2 separate regions of the Mus musculus genome follow, and region 2 is linked to region 1. A link is a contact called in public HiChIP or PLAC-seq data. All regions are on one chromosome and are shown on one strand. The core of a region is the stretch at or near the end of the contact, and the rest is flanking DNA. Distances in the headings are between cores, read along the strand shown. Region 1 overlaps Kl (klotho). Region 2 has its middle 6.6 kb from the start of Stard13.

Region 1 (6,126 bases), core at 1,180-3,679:
TTTCCGCTGTATTACTAGGTTCTCTCCTTGACATACGGCTGGCTGGAGCTGCTAGTGTAGGGGCTTAGGAAACATCTCAAGGATTCAAGATGGCTATTACTGAAGGAAGTGGAGGAGAAAGGGATAAGACAGGCTGACTCCATCGCAGGCTTCAAACTGGCAGTTCAGGAGACTAGGCCTAGATCTCTGTTTCCAAGAACTGGGTAATTCCGGGCAAGTCCAGACCACAGAAGCAGCCCTGCCACCTGGCCTGAGGCAAGGACAATGGGTAAGCAGCAGTTTGCAGATGTCCCCATCGAGTTTCCAGCCCATGCACCTCAGTAATGGAATGTCCTTAGAGATGGACCCAACAGACTAACATAGAGGTCACTTACCCCAGAATTCCCTAATGTGCTTTAAATCAGGTCTGCAAGTTCACTCAGGTGTCTCTCTATTCTGGTAATGGGAGCCCCCAGCATGCTGAACTTCTGCAGAATAAAACACTTTTTGCATTTACACACTATTTGAGTCCAAGGTATCATTTTTCGGCAAATCATGAACTCTTATACTTAGAGGAAACATTCAGCCACAAGCCAGAGCTAGATAGACAATCTAGAGGACATACACCACGTGTCTTAGATACTTTTTCGGTTGCTGTGGTAAAACACTCTGACCAAAAGCAACCTAAGGAAGAGTTTATTCTAGCTTCTGGTTCCAGAGGAGTGAGAGAGAGTCTGTCATGGTGAGGAGGTGAGGCAGTAGGCAGGCAGACAGCAGGCATGGTGGCAGGAGCAGGGACCTGAAAGTTCACACCTTCACTGCAGGTGTGAAGCAGGGACTGTGAACTGGAAGTGGGATGAGGTTTTTAAATTCTCAAAACCTGCCTCTAACCAGGCGGTGGTACCACATGCCTTTAGTCCCAGCACTTGGGAGGCAGAGGCAGGTGGATTTCTGAGTTCGAGGCCAGCCTGGTCTACAGAGTGAGTTCCAGGACAGCCAGGGCTACACAGAGGGACCCTGTATTGAAAAAAAAAAACCAACCAACCAAATAAGTAAATAAATAAATAAATAAAATAAAATAAAATAAAAGCCTACCTCTAGAAACATCCTTCCTCCAGCAGGGCCACATCTCTCAAAACACCACCAACAACTGGGGACCAAGTACTCAAATGTCTGGGCTTAGGGGAATTCATTTCTCATTCAAACTACCATGCCTACGTAATTCCTATGAGTTTTAAAGTCGGTGCTGGGTAGGATGGCTCACACCTGTAATCCCAGCACTTGTGAGGTTGACCCAGACGATTGCCAGGAGTTTCAGAGCAGCCTGGGCTATTCAGCAAGTACCAAGTCAAGTTGGGCTACAGAGTGAGACTCTTTCTCAAAAATATTAAGATTTGGAGAAGCCAGGATGAAATTACCCTGCTCTTGTTTTAGCTTCGGTGGTAATCCTACCCCCAGAGAAGCTGCTCTATTGGTTTTTGTTGTTGTTGTCATTGTTTGTTTGTTTGTTTTTTAAAGCTCCCAGGTGACTGGAATGTATTACCAATACTGGATCCCACTGGTCTTAATCACTCTATCCCCTTATAGATAAGGACAACCCCTGGTTGAAAAGATATCTTGCTTCCGGTTGTAAAGCAAATTTGCTAGTAGCCTAGCAGTTCCAAGATCCCTATCTGATTTGGGGCTGCCTCTACTACATAAGAGCTTGGTCCTTCTGAACTCCAGGCCCTCTCTTTCCATGCATAGGAGTTGGCAGATTTCTTTTTTTCCAAGAATGTTTTGCCAGGGCTGGGTTTGTGGCTCCATCGAAAGTGTGCTTGCTTAAAATGCAAGAACCTTCAGTCCCCAGCACCACACTAACCAGGTGTGATGGTTTGTAGCTGTGATCCCAGCCAGCTCTTGGGAAGTAAAGAGAGGAAGATCAGAGTTTCAAGGCCATCCTCTGCTATGTAATGTGGTTCAAGACCAACCTCGAATGTGAGAACCTGTCTTAGACCAAAAACAACAAAAGCTTTGTGATTAGGAATTTAGCTCAATAAATAGTGGAGCATCTGCTTAACGAGTGACAAGTGCAAGACCCCAGGTTCAGTCTCCAGAACTGGGGGGGGGGGGGGGGGGGGGGGAATCAGACACACACACAGGCACAGACACCCACACACAGAAACAGACACACATACAGGCACACACACAGACACACAGAGACACACACACAGGCACTCACACAGGCACAGACACACAGAGACACACACAGACACCCACACACAGAGACACACACAGACACACACATATACACACACACAGATACACATACACAGACACACACATACAGACACACACAGGCTCTGTGAGTGCTGCTCCACCCAGGATCCCACAGAGCAGACCCCTCACCCACTCTCCTGCTCTGTCCCTGTCCTTCCTTCTTCCCTGGATGAGTCATGGTGATGTCACATGTCTTCGGGCACTAGATTCCTGCACCTCCAGGATGACTAACCTGCACTGCCAGCTATGTGGGTTGGTAAGGAATGACAGGCAGGGATAAATTAAAGCCATTTTATTACGGCACCAACAACAATAAAAGCTGACCCACTCATCATGTTGCTCGTGCGTTCATCTTAACTGTCAATCTTTCTCTAATTTTAAGTCCATTCTTCTCCTTCCCAGCTTAGCACTTCTGCCCCCCCCCCCCCGCACCCCCTCTCACACCCCTCCACCCACACCCACCCCTGCTCCTATCTGTTGAAACATTCCATTTGAAACCTTGGGGCTGTTTATCAGAGACTCAGGATAGCCTGTGATTTAAAGGCAGAAACGAGTCCGTGTCTTAAATGTAGCACTAAGGCCATGAACACTGCACAATTTGCCATCTAATAGCTTAGATGTTGCTAGCCAAAGCTTTTGATTCACTTTAACCAAAAATAATACAAAATGCCTTAGGCAACATTTGTGCTCTAAGCTGTAATTAGCAGAAACTGCAGCCCAAAGAGATGGAAAGTTCCAAACTCATCAATTCTAGTCATTTATTAAGGGAAATGGCTGATGTTTCTATTGCAAAAAAAAATTATACAAGATAAATAAAGTCATTTACTGTTAAATTGTTTTACCATAAAATAAGCATATTCAAAGATTATACTAAATGAAGAAACCCTACTAACTAAAGATTTTGGAAATAAGTGAAAAATTGATGTCTGCAACTATTTACCAACTAAATAACAAATACGCAAATTCTAATGTTCTGTCTGTGTCATTAGATTGTTTCAAAAGAGCAGATGGTACAAGACACAAGTAAGGATGTATCTTCTGCCAAATGGTCTTCAGGATTCTACCCATAAAAAAAATTGTATAATTAAACAAAAATAACACAACAAAATAACTTAGTATCATAAAGTAAATATAAGAATTGAGTTTTCTTTCAATTTTACTAAAGGAATCCGTCTGAACATGTCTATGAAAAGTCACAAAAATTAACTGATGTGTCAGGGTAAATAAACCATCTTGATAGTAACACTTTATTTTTACAACATTGAGCTCTAAATATTGAGTTATCAACAAATCTGAAACATGTTAAGAGTAAGTGGGATTAGTCTAGAAAAATTATGTCACACGCTTTTCATCGCTGTGATGAAATAAAGTCACGCCCCCCCACCCCACCCCCAAAAGACAACTTTAGGAGAGAAACCATCTCCTCAGCCTGAGACTTTAGTAGACCTCTGATCAGTATTGGAACTATTAAAGATAGTGGGGGGGGGGGTTTAGGAGGGGAGGGGGGAGTTGCTGGAGAGCCAGCTCAGTGGTTAAGTTCACTGAATGCTCTTGCAGAGAACCCTGATTTGATTCTCAGCACCAACATGGTGGCTCACAGCCATCTTTAACTCCAGTTCCAGAGGATCCGACGCCCTCTTCTGGCCTCCATTGGCACTGCATGCATGTAGTGCACAGACATACATGCAGGCAAAACACACATAAAATAAAAATAAATAAAATCTGAAATAAAAAAGGACAATAAGGAACTTTTGAGCTTAGAATGAATATACTTTATGCCATGGGTTGGCCATGAGTCTATGGGAGCCATGGGTAGAATGTAGTGGTTTCAATGTCAAAACTTCCCTCTTGGTCTCCCATTGATGGTACTGTTTTGAGAGGTTTTGGTCGAGTTAGGAGGTTGAAGTGAGTTACTAGGGGCAAGCCTTGAGTCTGGAAAGCCTCATCCTATTCTTGTCCTCTCTCTGTTGCCTGACTGAAGCAGTTGCTGTCACGTTTCACCTGCTTTGATGGACCCTATCTCCTTGAATCTTAAGCTAGAATAAACCTGCCCCACCCCCAAGTTATTTCTGGTCAGGTATTTGATCACAGCTATGAGAAAAGCAACAATCCACATATAGGTCTTTAGAGGATACGTTCCACCAATTGTTTAGCCTAGTTGGGAACTAGATGTGAATTACTCTATAGGTTATAGAGGAACTGTAGAAGGGAGAGGCGGATTGGTTTATCTTGGTGTTGAGGGTCTCCCTGGGAATTTACATATTGGACTCTTAATCTCCAAAGATACATTAATGAGATTTGGTCTCCAGAGATCTTTTGAATTAGATGAGGTCAGGAAGATGGGGTCCCCATGAAGAAGATGGTGGCTCCATAAGGAAGCAAGTGCTGACGAGCTTGCTCTGTCTTGCCATGTGATAATCCCCACCGGCTTGTACAGCAACAGGTCTGGGCCAGATCTTTGACCTAAATAAACTTCCATTCTTTATGAGTTGTCTAGTTGAACGTACTCAGTCATTATAGTAGACAACAAAGGCAACCCCACTAGCCAAAAGCCCCTCCCCCTAGACCCTCTCTGCCTACCCCAGTCCCCGAGTCTGGCACAAGAAGCCCCGCCTCTTCTGTCTAGCCAATGGCTGGAGGTCTCTGAAGTTCTACTGAACATGAAGTTCCCATGATGCTCATTGAGCTGGTGGGCTTCCCGGTGTCTGGTTCTTCTCTTCCTAGCATTTTGCCATTCTCGTACTGTTCTCTTTGGCTTTTTGTCTGTGTTGTTCTCTCGTGTCTCTCAGCTCCTGTGGCCATCTGAACGGCCCTATTGCTCTGGTCACCTTAGCAAATGTGAGAATACTTTGCTACTTAAAAAACAGAGTCTATAGCCCTGGCTGGCCTTGACCTCCCAGTTATACCCCTGTCTCAGCCTTCCATGTACTAGATTATAAGTTCAAACTACCATCCCTACTATTAAAAAAAAATCACTACCAATCCACAGACACATAATTATGGTAGAAGGTAAAGATGCACAAAGATTGGTTATAATGCTTTCTCAAGAAACAGAATTACTTTTCTTTACATTCCCGGAGTAAGAAGAGTAAATGATTCAGCAAGAAAGTTATTTCTAAATGATATTTATTATTGAACTAATTAATGGGAAATTGGACCAACAAATAAAACAGTTTTGAGCTGTTCTGGCAATATTCTCCATAACTATTAAAGTTTTGCTCTTGAAGACTAATGACAGAAAAATTACTTCAGTAAAAATGAATAAGAGTTTGAGGCTAGCCTGGTCTGCAAAGTGAGTTCCAGGACAGCCAGGGCTATACAGAGAAACCCTATCTCAAAAAACCAAAACAAAACAAAACAAAACAAAAAACAAAAACAAAAAAACCCAAGAAGATGTATGCCTACGTATCACATGATCTCAGTATACAAAACACAACACATAGGAACTGTCAGCAGCATCTCTGTATTATATTATAATTTTTTCTTTACATATAGTTTTTGTTTCTTAAATTTTTTACAATTAATATATATTACTCTGCGATCAAGAAAAATAGACATAAAATAAACTATTGATTCTATAGCATTTGATTTCAATAATAAGTCCAGATGTATAAAGAATACCACAGCAAAAGCTGATCATTCACCAGGAAAACCATACCACATTGCAAGATGAAGAATAACAGGGTGATGAGCTATGTGCTGTGACCCTGTGGCAGCAAGGGTAGCCATGCCTGCTATGACGGATTTATCTTGCCTGATCTGGTATCAGGGTTATCAATAAGACCACTCAGGTGTAGCACAGAGACTTCTCCCGTGAGAGTCAGTAAGACTTAGGGTATTAGGTGTAGAAGAAGACCTAATTAGCCTTTCTAGAAGTCAGTAGCATGG
Region 2 (6,126 bases), core at 1,553-4,052, 200 kb before region 1:
TATATTGTCATGAGACAATTCACGTTTTAAACGGCATCTGGCTGGAGGGTAAAGAATAAAAAGTTATTTATAGGATTCACCCACTTAAAAAAATCCAGATATGCACATTAATGGGTGCTGTTCATTTCCTTAAAAATATAGTACAAGCCTTTCCAAGCATGGTGGCTACAGTACAGTCTCCTGCCTCACCAGCTTGATGCACGGTCTATACATTTATCTACACAGGAGCATTTTTGTTAGAGGAAATAATCGAGCAAGATATAAATCATAAATTAGGAAACAGATTGACTCTAGAATGGGTGATGATTATTGTCCATAGGGGTAGTCGTGGTTTAATCATTCTTTGTCCAGAGATGATCAGTCAGGTGGTCTTGCCAAGTGTCCTGGAGCAGACACTACTGTAAACCTCTGTATGCTGTAGGACTATTGTTCCCCCAAATATAGCTCCTTTGTGTGGAGGTCCAGGAAATCCAGTGGTAGAGCGAAACAATGGAATTCTGCCCAGGAGGGTTTCTAAGTAGCAAGCCTTTGATAAAAGCAAACTAGGGAGGAAACACCACAATTGTTCTTTACCAGTAACTGTTTAAAGTATTTAATTATAAATGGATACTATGTGGTAGGTTTGTGATTAATAAGATTCTTGTTCTTATGTGCTCGTTAAAGGAAAAGGTGAAAGATGAACATCATCTTGTGTATTGTATGGATGCCTCACCTGTCAATGAAAAAGCCCATGGCCTATGGCTTAGGCAGAAAATAGAGGTGGGACATTGGGAGGAGAAAGCATTCTGGGAGAGAAGGGAGAGGAGCCTGAAAAGAGGGGAGGAGACACATAGATGCTTGGTGCCTGAGCATAGGCAACCAGCCACGCATGTAACAAAATGTAGGTTAAAATAAATGGGTATATTCAGTTATGATCTAGTCAGAGTAGACTCTATGATCTATATGGCCGAGATATTTGTAAATATACTTTGAGTCTGAGTCTTATTTCTGGGGGCCCGGAGCTGGGAGACAGAACAGGGCCTAACTTCAACAGTGTGCTGTAAGCACAGAAGGAGTAACATAAAACTTGAGCTCTTAATGCTGAATTTGGATGTTACTAGACACTGGGTCTACTTCCAAGGTGCTGATGAGAAGATCAACATGACCTATAGATTGCACATTAAGCTCATTTCCAATAGGCAAAAAAAACCAAAGTGGAAGTTACACAAGAATACCAATGGGAAGGATTGACTGCAAAAATGTCACCAAACTCCTGACAGCAGAGGGCCTTGAGAATTTGCTAGATCTTTTAGAACTTGGAAGATTATGGGCTGGTTTTCTCTCTCTCTCTCTCTCTCTCTCTCTCTCTCTCTCTCTCTCTCTCTCTCTCTCTAACTTGTATGATAATTTTGTATGTGTGTGCCCATGTTTGTGTGAATGCTTGTGTGTAGGTATGCATGTGTACACATATGTACAAGCATGTGAAAGCCAGATGACATCCTCAGTGGTGCTGTGTGCGGGGTCTCTCAGTAGCTTAGAGCTTTCCCAAGCAGGTATCCATATGTCCCTGTGTTCCCACATCTGGAATTACAAAGAAGTGTCCCCATGCCTACCTTTTTTTTTACATGCAGACTAGATATTGATTTCACAAGATTAATTTCCATCTTTTTGTCCTGGGTTAGATTTTGATCCACGTGTGTATTTATTTGGTCAACTTGTGTGTGTGCATGTGTGTTTGCATGCATTTATGTATGTGTGTGTGTGTGTACACATGTGCACTTGTGTTTGTGTATATGTGTATGTGTGTATGTGCACAGAGGCCTATGCTTGTATGTGTGTGTATAAACCATTTGTAGGCATGGGAGACACCATAGCTTCAACATCAGTTGAATGGCAGTACTTGAGGCTTTTCAACAGAGCAATATGAGCAAAAGTAGCATCCTGAGAAGGCAGATTTTCTCTCATGGTCAGGGAAGATGAGTGTGCAGGCAACTAGACACAGCCATGTCAGTTCTCTGGACAGGGCACCCAGCTCCTAGGTGTGGAGGCAGTCTTGCAGGAACAAATATACACAACAAATGTCTGGAAAAGGAAATCTGTAGGCTCTGTTTCCCCTTCTCTGAGTGTTTTGAACACCAGGATTTTGTTTAACTGTGTCAGGTACTCAGGGCCCAAGCCAGGAAGGATGGTGCCTGCAATCTTTGGGCCCATGGATGTCTTTCTCTCTCTGCTTTCCATCACTGACAGTGCTGGAATTTTCCCCGAGGCTGAGGCTTCTCCTCCGCATCCTCCAGTGTGACCTGTTGGTTCGGCTTCATCTTTTCATCATTTGAGGAATGCAATTAGTCAGAATGTTTGAAAAGTATAAATCCAAAAAGCATCACTCATGGCCAAAACTACCTTTTAACATAGTTTCTTTATACTTTTATACTATACATTTTTAATTCTAAAAAAAAATAATTGTAAGCATTGAGCATTCCACACCACTTTCCCTCCTTAACGCTTTACTGACAGAGAGTTGATTAATTAATGAAATGCCACAATAGGTCTTTTAATGTAATTCATTACTGAGACCAAGCCAAGATCAAGAAGAGTCCCTGAGACTCCCAAAGCCTGGAAATAGAATAGGGGGTATTTTAATTTTATTTTAAGTTGCGAGCTTCTCTCCGGGATGTCCTGTCCTTTGCAGCAAACACTTTTTTTTTCTTTTGCTCAGAAGCATTCTCTTGTGATTGATTAGTGATGAGTCACGCTGGCAGGGCAGGCTAAGGAGAAAGCAGCCACGCCTGGCAATACGCGCGGTACTTGGTCTGTTTAAACAGGTCTGTGCCATGAGTCTCAATATGATTACAATGGCACTCTGGGAGGTTGTCCAGAGGCCACTGTGGTCTCTGATAGTTGCCGAGCTCTGACAACAGAGGAAATTTCAGGAGAAGCTCCACATATTCTTGCACGTGTATTCTCTCATAAATAAGCATTCCCTTCAAAGGCCACACAGAGCCCCTCAGTGGACAAACCCAGAGGACGCTGCACTAAGCAGAATAAGACAGATGTTCAGAGAAACATGCCTCATGATCTCACTCGTGTGTACAGTGTAAAAGTGGGGATGGGTAGGATAGGAGACATTGATCAGAGGGTGAGACACCTCCATCACAGCTGGATAAATTCTGGACATCAGTGTGCAGGGGTGACCGTAGTGAATCACACTGTATTGTTTACTTAAAATTTGTAAGCGTCTTGGGGTTTCTATTGCTGCAAGGAAACACCATGAGTTGTTTGTTGGGGAGGAAAGGGTTCATTGGCCTTACACTTCCATACTGTTGCTCATTATTGAAGGAAGTCAAGACAGGAACTCAAACAGGGCAAGAACCTGGGGGCAAAGCTGATGCAGTGGCCATGGAGGGATGTTACTTACTGGCTTGCTCCCCATGGCTTGTTCGGCCTGCCTTCTTATAGAACCTAGGACCACCAGCCCAGAGATGGCACCACCATGAGCTGGGCCTCCCCATTGATCACTAATTGAGAAAATGCCTTACAATTGGATCTTATGGATGCATTTCCTTATCTGAGGCTCCTTCCTCTCTGATGACTCTAACTCGTGTCATGGTGACACACAAAACCAGCCAGTACAATAAGAAAGCAGATTTTACAAGTCTTAACCCATGGGTATTGATGGATATGTTAATTTGACTGTGGTAATTAGTACAATGTACATACATATGTCATACTACTACACCACAAATGTAAAATATGTACAGTTTTCCCAAAGGCCAGAAGTAACTCTCTTTTCCTATGGCTGAGGAGTATGGTAAGGAGCGGTCACATTGCCACCCACTAAACACACAGGGTTGCATGGCTTGTAATTCTGAAGAATGTTCTCACCCTTCCTCTGTCTCTTCTCACCTTCCCGCCCACCAAATGCACACGTCTTTGTGCTTTTTGTATCAAACATATTTTTGTTTACCATCTGAAGAGACTACATAAAAATAAATCGCTGTAGACAAGAATCATGAATTGAAACCATCTCAAAGATTTCAAAAACTTCAAGGTCTTACATCCTTGACCTCAAAGTTGCTCAAAGTACAGAGAAAACTCACCTAATGGCAGATATTAGGATAATACCTAAATACCAGACCGCTTTCTATCGACAGTCTGGGTCAACAGACATTGCCTCCCACACTGTGTACCAAACATAGTGTAATGGTGTGATTTTCTTTTCCATCTTCACCCACAGAGTCAGTCACAGGCAAGGACCACCTCACACCTACAGCAGTGACGCAAAGGCTGAAATCACAAATAAGTAAACAGAAATTAAAACAAACAAAACCTCCCCTAATGTCACACCAGATTGCACAAGAGCAAAACTCTGGTTCTGTTAAGTCAGGAATTCTGCAATGCTCTGTCATATCTGGGGTTCTGAGGTTAAGGGAAGTGCTACATTTTCAAAGGGATGGGGGCAGACTGAAGTGAACACAAAAGAAAGCAAACATCTCGAGGAATAGTTATGCTGTGAGGTGGGCTGAGAAGAAACATTTAGCCTTCAGAAGATTCTCACAAATGACCTATAATGGCTGAGCACACCCTAGGGACAGTTCCTGTTCGAGAAGATGTAGATTGGTCCTGCCTGACTCCCCATGGCAGAGTTAGAGTCACTGGCTGGAAACTCTACAGAAAAACCTTCTTAAACAGCTTGGGGTTCTCTGTGAGAGACTGTGGGCTAAATGGGAAGGCAGAGGACAAATTGATCCCATAGGAAAAGTACAGTGGTGCTTAATCAGCTGCATCAGAAAACATATAATGTCTCTTCTAAAACCCAGATCTACAACTGCTCCCAACATATTCAGTGCACAGGTGGATTCCATATGAACAAGTAAGAGCCTCAAGTGTTCACAGAACTGTTGGGTAATAAAACTAGAGAATAGTTATGATGATGTTTCTGAAGGCAGTAGGCTGCTTTTTTATGTGTCTGGGTATTTTGCCTGCATGTATGTATGTGTACCATGTGTGTGTAATGCTTTGGATGTCGGAAGAGGGTGTCAGATCCCCTGGAATTTGAGCTACAATGATCATGAGTTGCCATTTGGGTGCTGGGAAGCAAACTCAGGTCCTCAATAAGATCATCCAGTGCTCTTAATTGCTGAACTGTCTTCTCCAGCCCCAGGGCGAGCCACCTGAATGGAAAAGGAGGGGATCTCTGACCCATGAAAGAACTGAGAAAAGTGAGATTTGGCTTGGTTACATAAGGTTTGTGGTATCAAGCCAGGACAGACAAGATCCCAGGCTATCTGAATTAGACCTGATAATTCCCAGGGCCTTCACAAGGTGCATTCCTGGTGAATGAACCCCTGACCATGCTCAACACTAAGACTGTAAACAGCACCTGATCTCAGAATGGGAGGCATTGTCTGGAGCTGGGTGCTGATCCAAAGGATCCAATATGATGCCTGTCACCACTGGCTGTACCCATAGCTGTGAATGTTGGCATCACTGTCCTGACTGCACTTGCCATTAAGCTTGTGATGCCTTTAGACTAGGAAGGTCATTGGTATAGAGGTGGGCACACACATCACAATAATGCTGACCCCATAGGAGGACTCTGACATGCACCTGGAACCTATGACATGATTTCCAAAGCAGCCTTTTAAATCAGTTTGCGGTTGTTTGCCGCCACTTGTATCTCAAATATTCCCCAGCTTGGCAGCAGTACCTTGGCTCCCTCCACATAGAAAGCCTGCTGAGGAGGCTGGAATGTGTGTGAAGGAGGAGATGGAAGCACTCCCTGGCTTCTATCAAATCACTCCTAGCTTTTGGCTACTCGTGTGCAGGATTCCATTGAGAGTTAATCTGGGATCATCTATCAAAAGACACAGACATTTTAAATATCCTGGGGTTTTGTTTAGAGATCAAATTTCAAAGTTTTGACTGCATCTGGAGTGTTTGCCTCAAGAATGAATACCACAGCAAAGGCCAGACAACTGCCATCACCTTTGAAATAAGCAGAGAGCAGTGGACAATGGAGTGGTGACCCACTAGAAGAAATCATTCCACCCCGCTCTGGTTGGGTGAAGAGGTGAGTTTAAAGGGTCCTCATAGGTCCTTGGGTAAGAGGTTACTTAAAGGAGCACACAGCCTCATCATTGAGAAGCC

Evidence for each region. HiChIP or PLAC-seq counts read pairs in DNA pulled down with a chosen protein or histone mark.
Region 2: a contact with region 1 is called in a FOXA1 HiChIP or PLAC-seq map of pancreatic cancer cells. The contact joins two enhancer-like sites. A contact is called at or near these places in 1 of 484 Hi-C or Micro-C datasets (epidermal suprabasal cells), 1 of 115 datasets of contacts at active chromatin or transcription factors (pancreatic cancer cells) and 1 of 9 other capture datasets (adipose tissue).

What each region holds. Positions count from the first base shown.
Region 1 is chr5:150,993,039-150,999,164 of GRCm38.p6, reverse strand. Kl (klotho) reads right to left here. Exons shown (of 5, transcript NM_013823.2): 5 at 5,348-6,126. Among named protein-coding and RNA genes, the nearest start is that of Kl, 43 kb to the right of the region's middle. Within about 2 kb of position 2,429, at least 62 of the 459 cell types and tissues checked have an H3K27ac peak or open chromatin away from gene starts, as enhancers often do. A contact at or near this core is called in pancreatic cancer cells, where this site is marked.
Region 2 is chr5:151,193,732-151,199,857 of GRCm38.p6, reverse strand. It overlaps a transcript of Stard13 not described here. Among named protein-coding and RNA genes, the nearest start is that of Stard13, 6.6 kb to the right of the region's middle. Within about 2 kb of position 2,802, at least 45 of the 459 cell types and tissues checked have an H3K27ac peak or open chromatin away from gene starts, as enhancers often do. A contact at or near this core is called in pancreatic cancer cells, where this site is marked.